2 separate regions of the Zea mays genome follow, and region 2 is linked to region 1. A link is a contact called in public Hi-C data. All regions are on one chromosome and are shown on one strand. Each heading gives the region's core, a stretch centred on a gene start, on an enhancer-like site or on the middle of the called end of the contact. The rest is flanking DNA. Distances are from core to core; before and after follow the strand shown.

Region 1 (5,800 bases), core at 1,878-4,377:
TCCCCGAGTGGTGCCTCCAGTTGAAGCTGTGGCCGACTCGGTCCTGGTAGCCTGACTCCGTGCTGGGATGCCATGGTCCCGGTCGTACTCTTCCCGGCGACGGATCTCGTTCTCGTGTCGTCGTTCACGCGAAGCATTGATGGAGCTTCGCGCGTCCCGATGACTGTTGATGGCGTGTCGTAGATCGTTCGGCGGGTGAGCGAGGGGTAGAAGGTGATTGGCTGCTTGGGTGAACAACCGTCGATAGCCCTCGGCGTCGGGAGTCCGAGGGAGGCCATCAGCTATCCGAGCCAACACCCCTCCGACTTCATTCGGCGTGTTCATGGCTCGGGCGAAGTCGGGGTTCAGGTTGCGCCCGAAGAGTGGATTTTCCCGATGTTGCCTTGTCTCCTGCTCGACCTGTTCTTGAGCCCGTCGACGATCGCGTCGTCGGGAATTCCTTCGTTCCCTGAAGACACGTTCCTCCGGAGTTTCTCCTATCTCTGAGACCTCGTCTCGCGATACAGGTTGCGCCGGGTCCCGCTCTTCGGCCTCGTGATGTCGCCGGATATTTCGGTGTCGGTTCCTTCATCGGTGGGATTCCTGCTGAGGAGGTTCCTCTCCGGGTGCAGTCGGCTCGTCGTCGGATATGGGGGGCGACTCCACTCTCCTGATGAAGAGGACGTCGGGGTAGAATGGAGTAGCTGTTATGGCGATCTTCTTTCTGTTCTCCTTTGAGGGTGGAGGCACAGAAAGATCAGCTAGATGATCCTTTGCTTCCTTTTTCCTTGTGATCCGTGTCCATTCTCTCGTCGGAGAGGTGGACAGCGGAGTTCTCCGGGCTGAAGGACCCTCAGCTCCTAGCTTGCTGGAGGTAATCTTTTTTAGGAGCGCTGGAGGTTGCGCTTTTCCCTGCCTCGCCCCGATTTTCTCGAAGATTTCTGAGGAAGGCTTCCTCTCTGGCGGATCCGCGAGGCGATGCAGAGTTCCCTCCTCATTCGCTACAGATGAGATAGTACCGAAGTAGAATATGGATCCGGGGCGAAGGATGATCTTGTGCTGGAAGGTGACGACCATTGAGCTAGCTTGGATCGATGACACAACCCCTACCTGGCGCGCCAGCTGTCGGTGTTTCGGGTCCGACCACGCACCCAGGGTTACCCCTCGAGGTGCTTTTAGGAGTAGGACGGTGTTACCGACTGTAGCTCGATGGTTCGTGCCGGGCGCACGAGAAATAGTGGACAATGATGTACAGATTCGGGCCGCTTTGAGATGCGTAACACCCTACGTCCTGGCGGGAGTGCTTTATGCGATGGATTACAAGGGAGATCTCTAGTGCTGGAGAACGTAGAGAGCGGGGTGGATGGCTAAGTAATGAATGATGTCGATCATCATGAAGGGGTGCCCCCTAGGCCTTATATACTCGGCCATGGGGCATTACATGTGGATATGACAACAACGTGTGCCAAAGTAATAGCGAACTAACTGAGTCTATCTTCCTATAGTTCAGCCGACTCATCCTCGCTTAGTTCCGATGTACGGGGCCCCTGCGCGGGAAGGTCGGGTCACTGTTGCGATTACTGCTCGAACTTGTTGGGTCGTCTGGGCTTGCGCCGACCCGACCTTGTGCTAATCCGTTCCACTGGTTGTTCCTCCCAGGCCCACGAGGGAATGATCTTACGAATTATGGGGCCCTTGGGCCTTTCGTGAGGTCTTTTATCCTTCTAGTGGACCCGGGGGATATCTGTCCCCCACAGTATTAGCCCTACTTTCTATGGCATGCTTGCATAATCTTTGATGTTGTCATGTTAGCATCTTACAACTGTATAGGGTAATCATTCTTATCTTATGTATTCACAAGTTTGGGTTTATGATTGAAGAATGTTTACAAAAAAGTGTTGCCTTGCGCAAGCTGTTGATCTTTTAAAAAATATATGTTTTCGTGCCAACTTTTAAATTTGTAAAAGTTGTGTTTTATAGTGTCCTAAACTCTTAATATTGTAGTTTGTTGAGTGATTGTATAATATTGCATATGCTGGACAAAGTTACCGTCCGTTTTTGTTGCATATCCATTCGTTTTAATCCGTTTTCATTTAATCGTATATCCACAACCGTTTCTGTTTCCGGCTATACCGCTCCCGCCCTCGTTTTTCAGTAAAAAAAATATGGTAATGGAAGTGGGAGAGAGTTTTTCCAACTGTTTCCGATCGTTTTCATCCCTATCTATAAACATCCACATGAGTAGGGGAGGCGGGGTGGCGAGTGGACGACACTGTAGCCAACCTAAGGACCAAAGCTTTAGCCTTAACCATTGCACCATGTGTCGCTTATTGTTATATAGAGTATATAAATGTATATAGTAACAATTTGAAAATTAAAATTAAAATCATGATTGAATAAAAATCTCATTTAAATAAAAAATTACATATATGATATATAGAATTCATAACAATGTACGAGTAACTAACTAGTTCTATACTTAAGCATAAATAGAAAGCGTAGCAATGTATGCACACTTTGCTAGTCGGATATTTAGATACTAGTTAGAAGTATTAAATATAGTCTAAGTATAAAACTAATTATATAGATGAGGACTAAACAGCAAGACGAACCTATTAAGTTTAAGTAGTCCATGGTTCGTCCATGTAAAATAAATATTTGCTAATAATAGATTAATTAGACTTAATAGATCCATCTCGTCGTTTAGTCTTTATCTATATAATTACTTTTGTAGTTAGACTATATTTAATTTTAGTAATTGACATTTAAACATCCGATATGATCCAGACTTGATGTTAGTCAGGAAAACCAAACATCCCCTTAACCATATTGGTCCCAATTTTTGGTGCCTTTACCCATCAAATGATATTCACACAATCACACATCTGGGCCTAACTTTCATCGTTGCTGTCCACGACGGCGACCTGGAGGCGAGGTCAATTCCTTGGCCCAAGCATAGCTTGGAGCTTGCACGCTAAGAAGAGGCTCTCGTACTCTACAAACAGTACAGCACATACAGGTGACAAAACGACACACATCAACCAGCCAAATAATAAATGAGCTTCTTCATGGGCACGGCAAGCCGACAACTACCAACAAGATACAGGTGACAAAAAGAAAACAAGAGGCCCCACTCACCAGTGGGTCGTAGGCAACGCACGCGGACGCGGTCCAGCGGGCGAGAAGATCCCCGACTTGCGCCCAAAGAAGATACAGGATCAAGGATTTTTAACCGCAGTTTTCTATTCCACGACCTTATCCACACCAGCAGATTCGAAATTCACGGACAGGCCCATGGACCCGGCGAAAGCCAGCGGTGGTTCAGCCCCTGACGTGCGGGTCCCACTCTCCAGCCGCACCGCCTAGAGAGGCAGAGGCATCCCTTCGCGTGGAAGCAAACGAGGCGTGATAAAGTGGGGCTCCTCGGTCCCGGCGTTGGCCGCATCGACACTCGCCGCGCACCACCACCACCGCTGCGGCTCACGGCTACGCAGCCCGCTCTCCCGACCCCCCCGTGCCCTCCTCTTTTTGCTACTAGCACATAGAGTTTCGCCCGAATCGATCGCCGACTGACTCCGCTAGGGTTCGGCCCGATCGCCGCTTCGTCCTCCCGGCTCCCGCGGGGACCCCGCCGAGATGTCTGACTGGAGCTCGCCGGCTGCGCCGACGTTCTTCCCTTTTGGCCCGCAGGCCGAGGGGTGGGACGTCACCTTCAAGGTGAGGCATCCGATCGATTTTTCTTTCTTTCTTTACTACACTCCTTCGCGATATGGGGACGGCACTCGGTAGTGGCGTGAGGTGCGGTAAATCGCGTTAGTTTAGTTGTAGGGTTTGATCGCTTCGGGGGGGACCGGGGGTTGGGCTTCCCGTGTTGAACCGTCAATCGGACGTAGTAGTAGTGCGGATTCGGGGTTTGATCGACGGAAAGAGGGGTTGTCCGCACTCTTGGTGTGGTTATAGGGTTTTGCGATTTGTTTGTCTGTGTAGGCCCGTTTCGTCTCGGGGAGTAGATTTTCATTGCTACTACCAATCCCTATGTGCTTTGGTGAACACGTATTTTGGTCTGTATATGGTTTAAACGTGAAGACTATGGTAGTGTGAGACCATGATTTGGATCCTTTTCTGTGGCATTATAGTTAAAATCGTGAGGATCTATCTTTTAGCGCTTAGGGTATTGTTATAGACGAGATCCCCTCTTTGGGCTCTAAAAATAGCAAGAAAAGGACATCTTTTGGGCAAGTTAACGTCCTGTATTATTCTGAACGAGATCTGTTTACTTTCTTATAAGTTTGATGTTTTGGTCTGGAATATGGTTGCGTTCATCGTCCAATTAGTGTGTTTGCAGTATGTGTTGGTGTAGTTCCTCTGTGGGCATTTTGTGGCCCCAGAAATGATAGATTTTAAGAAAGGTTTAGGCAGAAGGGGATCTTAAGTGTTGTCCAGTACAAAGTAACAATTTGTAGCACTTGTTTCTTTTCTTTTGTTTGACTATATGAAATTTCGGCCATGTAATTGTTTCAAAATAATAAGATCGAATAGTGTTGCACACTACTTCCCAGTCCTATGTATACTTATCAGATTTTTCCTCTTTGATATTTCAGGTCAAATATGGTGATACACTTAAAAGGTTTTATGGTTGTGCCAATGGGAGTCATTTTGACATGAATTTATCTGCTCTACGGGCGAGGATTGATACTGCCTTTAAGTTTGGTCCTGACGTTGACTTTGTTCTGACTTACACCGATGAGGATGGTGATATTGTCATGCTAGATGATGATGATGACTTGCGTGATGCAGCTCTCCGTCAGAGATTAAACCCTCTCAGGATTACTGTTCAACTGAAGAAAAATCAACCAACTGAAAAAAAAGATACTTCTGCACCAGTGAAATCCGCTGCTCAGGATCCACTATCCCAGTTAATGTCAGCTATTGAAGGTTTGAAGCCTGTTCAGGAAGATAGTCTGGCCCATATAAAATCAGCTATTGGTGAAGCAATCAAGTCTATCCCAGAGCCAATACCTGATGCCCTTGCAAAACTTTCTCATGAAATACTTGATGCAGCACCACCACCATTAGCTGAGCTGATGAAACCTTTTGCACAATTGATGGCACCAAACAATAATGGCAATGGGCCATCTGATGTGCATGCTGAGGGGTCATCTAGCTCTTCCAGTGCACAGGTGCCAGCTGAAGCTAAAAATGAGCCCAAAGTTAGGCCAAGTTTGGGTCTTAAGACCGTGTTGAAAGAGGCTGCTGGACCTGTTCCTAATGCTGGAGCTTCTCAGGTTCAACAGCCATTAATGTATCCATCTGTTGAGGAGATGCTGTTCCCCTGTAATTCAGTCGACAAATCTGTTTGCAAAGGGAAGATTGATGCTCAAAGTAAGGGAAAATCTGTTACGTCCTCAGGCATCCAACCTGCTCCTCATTCTCTTCGTACTCATGCCCCACCTCCACCACATCCGTGCATTTCAGAATGGTCCCGAGCACAAAGAAGCCAACACCGTCAATTGAAATTTGAAGACAATGCAAAAGCCACTAATGATTCTAGATGGCGCATTCCGATGTATAAAATGCCCTATGCACCACCACCTCCAGCAGTGCCACCCCCAGGCTATGTACCTTCTCCACATTTTCCTTATCCAGGCCGCCTCTTATCTTCTGGGCATCCATACGGAGATCTCGCTGGTAACATGGAAAACTCAGCACCACATAGTCTGCATAGATGGATTCAGTGTGATGGCTGTGGAGCGCAACCAATTGTTGGTCCACGTTATAAATCTAATGTGTAAGGCCTTGAATAAGTTTCTACTTCAATATT
Region 2 (5,800 bases), core at 908-3,407, 450 kb before region 1:
TGTGTATGTTGCTTTTTGGTAACCTGAAACCTGTTGTGTATGTTGTGCATACTACTTTGTAGAAACCTGAAATCTGTTTTGTATACAGCAGCTTCTATGCTGGTACGAGATTGAAACCATAGAAGGTGTTGTTTTGTATGCTGCTTGCATGCCCAAGGTCCCACAAAAGCTTCTATGGTTCAGACTAAAGAACCTACTGTTTTGTATGGCACATGGTTCCACAAGGTTACCAAAGAAGTTGATGTTTTGTATGTTTAACCTGAAACCCGTGTTTGCACAAGGTTCTGACAGCATCTTTCATGGTTCAGACAACAACTTCTGCATCAAATAGTTTTGTTCAGATTTAACATAGATTTATTCAAACTAAAAACTTTTTTCAACACAGATTCTGCGTTGTCCTAATATGGTGCCCGTAACGCCTCGAGTTCTAGTTTATATTTAGGGCTGCAGAAACCAATGGAGGCTGCTTCAAAGTTGTGCCAAAGAACATGATATATTGTTAATAGTGATATAAATCGGCGCATCTGCTCCAGACGAGATACCAAGGATCATAGATTCCATACAAGTAGACTAGGTGTTCCGTGCTACAAGTGCAAGATATGTGGTGTCGTGGTGAGCTGACCAGGGCGGACCTAGCTAGTTGTAGTTGTAGACTTGTAGTTGCTGGGCGCCGTCATCCGCAGAAATTTTCCACTGGCCGTCGTCTACGCGTACAAGTGGTCCGCGTACGGCGCGGGGTGTACACAGATGCGGCGTCGCTGCCATGCTTGACCTGGCCACGACCGCGAGCGGCGCCGCCCGCCCGGCTAGGCTCCGTGTCCGTCGACCGCTTCGCTTGTCTCGGGGTGCCTGTTCCGCCGCCCGTCGTGTCGCCGTGCCGGGTCCCCCCATCCATCGGTTCCTCCACGATGGGATGTCGGAGCTCGCTCGCCGCCGCAGATAGCGTTCGGTTTGACTCGTCCGCACGGTCGTCGTGCTACGGTGTGGTGTGTGTGTGGCACACCGCGCACCAGGAAAGGTTCCCAACTAACGTTCCATCACGCGGTCGTACTGCCGCGACCACCGTTGTGTTGATTGCAGCGAACCACCCATGGGCCGTGGCCGCGCGCTGGTGGCAACTGGCAAGAGGAGCGAAACTTTTTGTGACAGCTACTACCAGTCTTGTTTGGCCGGGCCTGCAGTAGAAAAAGTTTCTGACAGCAACCACTACTTATATTATTATGTTGGGGGGAGAGGGCAGGCATTTATTTCTGACAGCAAGCACTTGCCCGCTCTTTATTCTTTGTATACTACTCACCAGTCACCAGTATTATTCTGTGTAATTTAAGAATCGCTTGTGTGTTGACCGGCCACTTGAGTCGTTCAACCGCACGACCACCGGCGCACCGCGCACGCAGCATCGGTTGGTACGACTACGGCACGACCGAAACAGGCGATCGTAGTCCACCCCTTTTCCGGCCCGTTCCTTGTTCGTACTGTAACTCATCACTGTTCGGATTCGATCGATCCAGGCTGCAGGGCAAGACGCCGAGACGAAGACAAAGGGATGATGCAGTAGGCCGAAACTTGGGTGGAAGCAGATGCGTGCGCGACGGCCAAACCAAGTCGTCCTACCGAAAAGCTGGAGATGGCGTCTCGCTTTTCTTTGTCACTTGTCAAATGGACTCTGCCACGCCTGTGTCGTGGTAACAAGCACGTGATGAATCACAATTCCCAAACGAGGTTAGCGGTTCTCTGTTTTCGCAAAAAAAAAAAAATCTTCGTCATCGTGATCGTGAGTCAATGGCTCAATGCTGCCGCCTCTCTCTCCATCGACGAGCCCACGACGCAGTCACGCAGAGACGGGCAGACGGCGTTGTATATTTCGGCCCATAAGAAACGTTGCCGGCGGCGGGAGGGAGGGAAACGGGCTGGCAGTGGCCTTGCCCGCGCGTGAGGTGGGCCGAGCCTCCCGTCCTGCTGGGCTCGCGGGGTGCGGCGTCGAGGGCATGGACATGGGCCCCTCGATGAAGAAGCAAGGAACGAACGAAACGAGCGCGTGGCTTGCCAAGGAAGGAAAGGGTCAGGGCGAAGGAAGCTGCAACGGTCGCCCGCCGAGTTACTGCAAGGGCTGGGCAGGCACTCAGGCTGGCAGCAGCCAGCAGCGATTGGGGTTCCCGAGACAAACAGTCGAGCTCGGGACCCTGAGAAACAACCAGGGAGGGCACTAGGGCAGGGACAGGACGACCAGACAGGCTCCGCGTTTCCCGGCCCGCGAACGCGAGCGCGAGTTCATCGCCTTCCCGGTTCCCGCCGCGCCGCGGGCTTTCCCGCCTTCCCCGAGCCCTCCTCCCCCGCACACCCACGACCAGTGTGTGGGTGGAGACTAGTGGGAGTGGGAGGCGTTATAATCGGTCGGCGCAAGGACGTGGGGGAGAAGGGGGGCTAATCCGGCCGTGCACGCAACCGGACCGGGCGCGGTAGCCAGTGCGTAGGCGCCGTTCCGCCGCTGCCGCCTCGCCCGGCGTTCCTCGCCGCCAGCACAGGGCGTGGCCGGAGTCCGCGCGCCACCATGGCAAGGTACTAGTCATCGTCCGCTTCTTCTTTTTTTTTTCTTTTTTTCTTTCGGTCGACATCGTCGTTAGGGCTTGCCTCGATCACGCGGCGCATTCGGGATTCAGGTTTGGTTGGGCGCGGGTTTAGTGATGCGAGGGTTCCGTCTTCAACAGTGTAGTACCGATGTGTAGCTTCAAAAGATCGTGGATTACGATTACTTCTGGTAGCACTAGCACACTGCTCCGAGCCAGATTTTATCATGATCAGTTTGCCATCCATGCCCGGATTGGGGATAAGAAACACAAGAAAAGAAGCAGACAAACAGAGCATATGCCCTATTGCCCTGCCCTGATGTGTGACAAGCATTTTTGCTCGGCTTGCTTCCTGCGGTCACAACATGTACGATAATGTTTAGTAGTGTTGATGTTGCGTTCTTCAGTCTATGCTGTACCACTGGAGTCCAGCCACCAATTGGTCTTGCCGGTGTTTTATTATCAATAACGGGGCATCAAATAACTCATGTTTTTGTTACACATAGACTACTAGTGTAGCTAAAAAAATACATAAATTTTAAGTATCTGAGCATGTTTGTCTTCAAATTATCTTGTGGAAGTACTTCTGGGACAAACAAGCACCAATATGCTTCTTTTGTTACAGGTCATGGCTGATAACTTGTAGGGGAATTGCTAAGAAAATAAGGTACACAAATCCTGGCGCTAATCACCATATAAGTGAACTGGTTGCAGAAGCACGGAGGGAATGCCCAAACTGCAGTTATATTATTGATAACAGCGATGTAAGTACATTTGTTCTGTTTAGGTTGTTGGAGAAGGGGCATTTGGCTTCCAGACCATGTCGTAGATGTTACATATCTGAGCAAGTTTTTCCTGCATTTCAAATTCTGCAGGTTGCCATGCAGTGGCCTGGGTTGCCTGCTGGAGTCAAGTTTGATCCTTCTGAATTGGAGTTGCTTGAACATTTAGAACAGAAAGTTGGCCTGGGAGATTCAAGACCACATGTGCTCATTGATGAATTTATTCCAACTATAGACAATGATGAGGGAATCTGCTATTCACATCCTGAAAATCTTCCTGGTATATAATCATGTCTTGAGATGGTGTAGTTATTTATGAATCTGTTGTTATATTCACATTCTGAATTTGGTATTTATTGACCTCGTAGGTATGAAAACAGATGGTAGCAATGCTCATTTCTTTCATAGAGTTTCAAAAGCGTATGGTTGTGGTCAGCGCAAACGTCGAAGGACCATCAACTGCAGTGATCACACTGTTTCTGATGAGCATGTGAGATGGCACAAGACAGGGAGATCCAAAGCCATATATGAAAATGGTGTTATAAAAGGTTGGAAGAAAATAATGGTGCTGTACAAAATTTCGCAAAGAGGCAGAAAGCCTGATAGAGCTAATTGGGTAATGCATCAGTATCATCTTGGAGAAGAGGAAGACGAAAAGGACGGGGAACTTGTAGTATCTAAAATATTCTGTCAGTTGCCAAATAAGAGTATGGAAATTTCTGAAACAGAAACTGCTTATGAAGAACCTGGTGCACCTGCTTCGGTGATTGGTCCGAAAACTCCAAAGACAGTCACACCACAGCCACGCCATCCTAAAAATAGTCCATGTGAAACTGAGCAGAGTATTTTCATCCTGCAGGACCAGGTAACTCACTAACTTCTTTTGGGATCACAGTGACGTACACAAAAATTGCTAGATCAGAGCATAAATGTGTTGCTGAAATTACACAAGTAGGCATATGAAGAGAAATTGAAACTGATATGCACTTAGCTTTGTCCAGAACCTCTATTACCTCCCGCTAAAACCAGTGGGGACCTAGGACTAGCGATCTGACAGACATATTAACCCTGCATGTTTCAAAATGAGCGCCAAACAACATCAACGCTAGTTTATAGATGGACTTAGAGTTTGTATAATCTTTTTTTTGTTGAAGTAGACAATCACTATCAGAGTATCAGTATCCTAGAAATATATATTTCTGGAATGAAGAGGCACGACAGTGTGCCTATTTCATTGATGGAGGTGAGAGCATCCTGGAAATATGTGCACTAATCTTTTCGGCATGGTGGGTAAAACCTTACATGTTTGCAATCCCATTGGTGCATTGCCATAATCTTGTTTTCATGACCATTTCCACTGCCCTAAGTTTGTAGTTTCGATACAGCTACTACTGGACGGTGAAGACGAGCCTACCATGCCTATCGTTAGTCTGGCGGATGATGCAATGAACCCTGCATGGTGTGCTGTAGCTGAAGAAGAGCAGGTTGTTGGAGAGGCATCTCGGGCTCAGTCAAACTCAGATGAACCTCTTCTCTGTCGCGAAGACCCAAATTCCTTAAACGACGAAGCATTGCTTCCCTGGGACTATCCGATTCTGTCGCAATGCAGGAGTGAGATTTTTGATCGGAACCTGAATGGATACGGGTTGCCTGATCTCCATAATGTGGATCTCGGCACGCCTCCAGATCTTCAGCTTGCTGTAAGCTTATCCTTCTGGTATTGGGGGGGTCCCAGTATTGTTTGCTAATTGCTCTGATGCATGTTATTTCTTTCGTATTGCGACAGGATTTCCAGTTTGGCTCTCAGGAAAGCCTCGGCAGCTGGCTGGATCGCATCTAGGAAGATACTAAAGTACGTATTTGGTAGAGCAGCTCAGCAACCTGATCGATGGGCATCTTTTTTGCACATGATATGGTAACCGGTGGCAGCTATTTTTGGGCTTGCAACACAAAGATTGCATTCTTGCATTAGTGTTGTATTAGTGTTGCGCTGTCAAACTTTATCTGGAAACCAAAGAACCTTTCGCTCTTTTCTATTTTCTTTAGAACCTTTAACAGCTGGCTATCAGAACACTAGCCTTGAAATATAGCTGTAAGTTTTGTGGCATGGTTGGTGCAAACCTACATTGCCCCGCTGTATATAAGATCGGTGCCTTGAGATCTTTGACTTTATGAGTTCAGAGTGTTCTTGTAATAACAATGCAAAACTGATGAGGCAGTCCAGCTGCGCCTAGTCTAATCTCTAGAGAGTGCGAAGTTTTGGACTTCACACATGCAACTGGCAAGTAAAAGCATTGTTTAGAAGGTACAAACAGCATATTGTGAACTTTATTAGTCTAGAGGCTAATCTCCTTTAGACCTGTTTGGTTCGCTGCCTAACTTGTCACACTTTGTCTAACTTTTCTGCCTAAGATTAGTTATTCGATTTGAACGACTAACCTTAAGTAAAGT

The links. Hi-C and Micro-C count contacts between places; a contact is called where the count stands out from the background.
Region 2: a Hi-C map of leaf shows a contact between it and region 1, with 4 times the contacts expected there. The contact joins the promoter of LOC100383487 here to the promoter of LOC100275089 in region 1. A contact is called at or near these places in 4 of 25 Hi-C or Micro-C datasets (ear, leaf and tassel).

The regions. Positions count from the first base shown.
Region 1 is chr5:183,596,822-183,602,621 of Zm-B73-REFERENCE-NAM-5.0, reverse strand. LOC100275089 (Protein NBR1-like protein) reads left to right here and starts at 3,127. Exons shown (of 7, transcript XM_008647664.2): 1 at 3,127-3,696; 2 at 4,581-5,767. The coding sequence starts at 3,616.
Region 2 is chr5:184,047,395-184,053,194 of Zm-B73-REFERENCE-NAM-5.0, reverse strand. It overlaps LOC100383487, which reads left to right and starts at 2,157. Exons shown (of 6, transcript NM_001176135.1): 1 at 2,157-2,559; 2 at 3,193-3,331; 3 at 3,443-3,629; 4 at 3,718-4,214; 5 at 4,735-5,049; 6 at 5,136-5,515. The coding sequence starts at 2,552. The coding sequence ends at 5,189.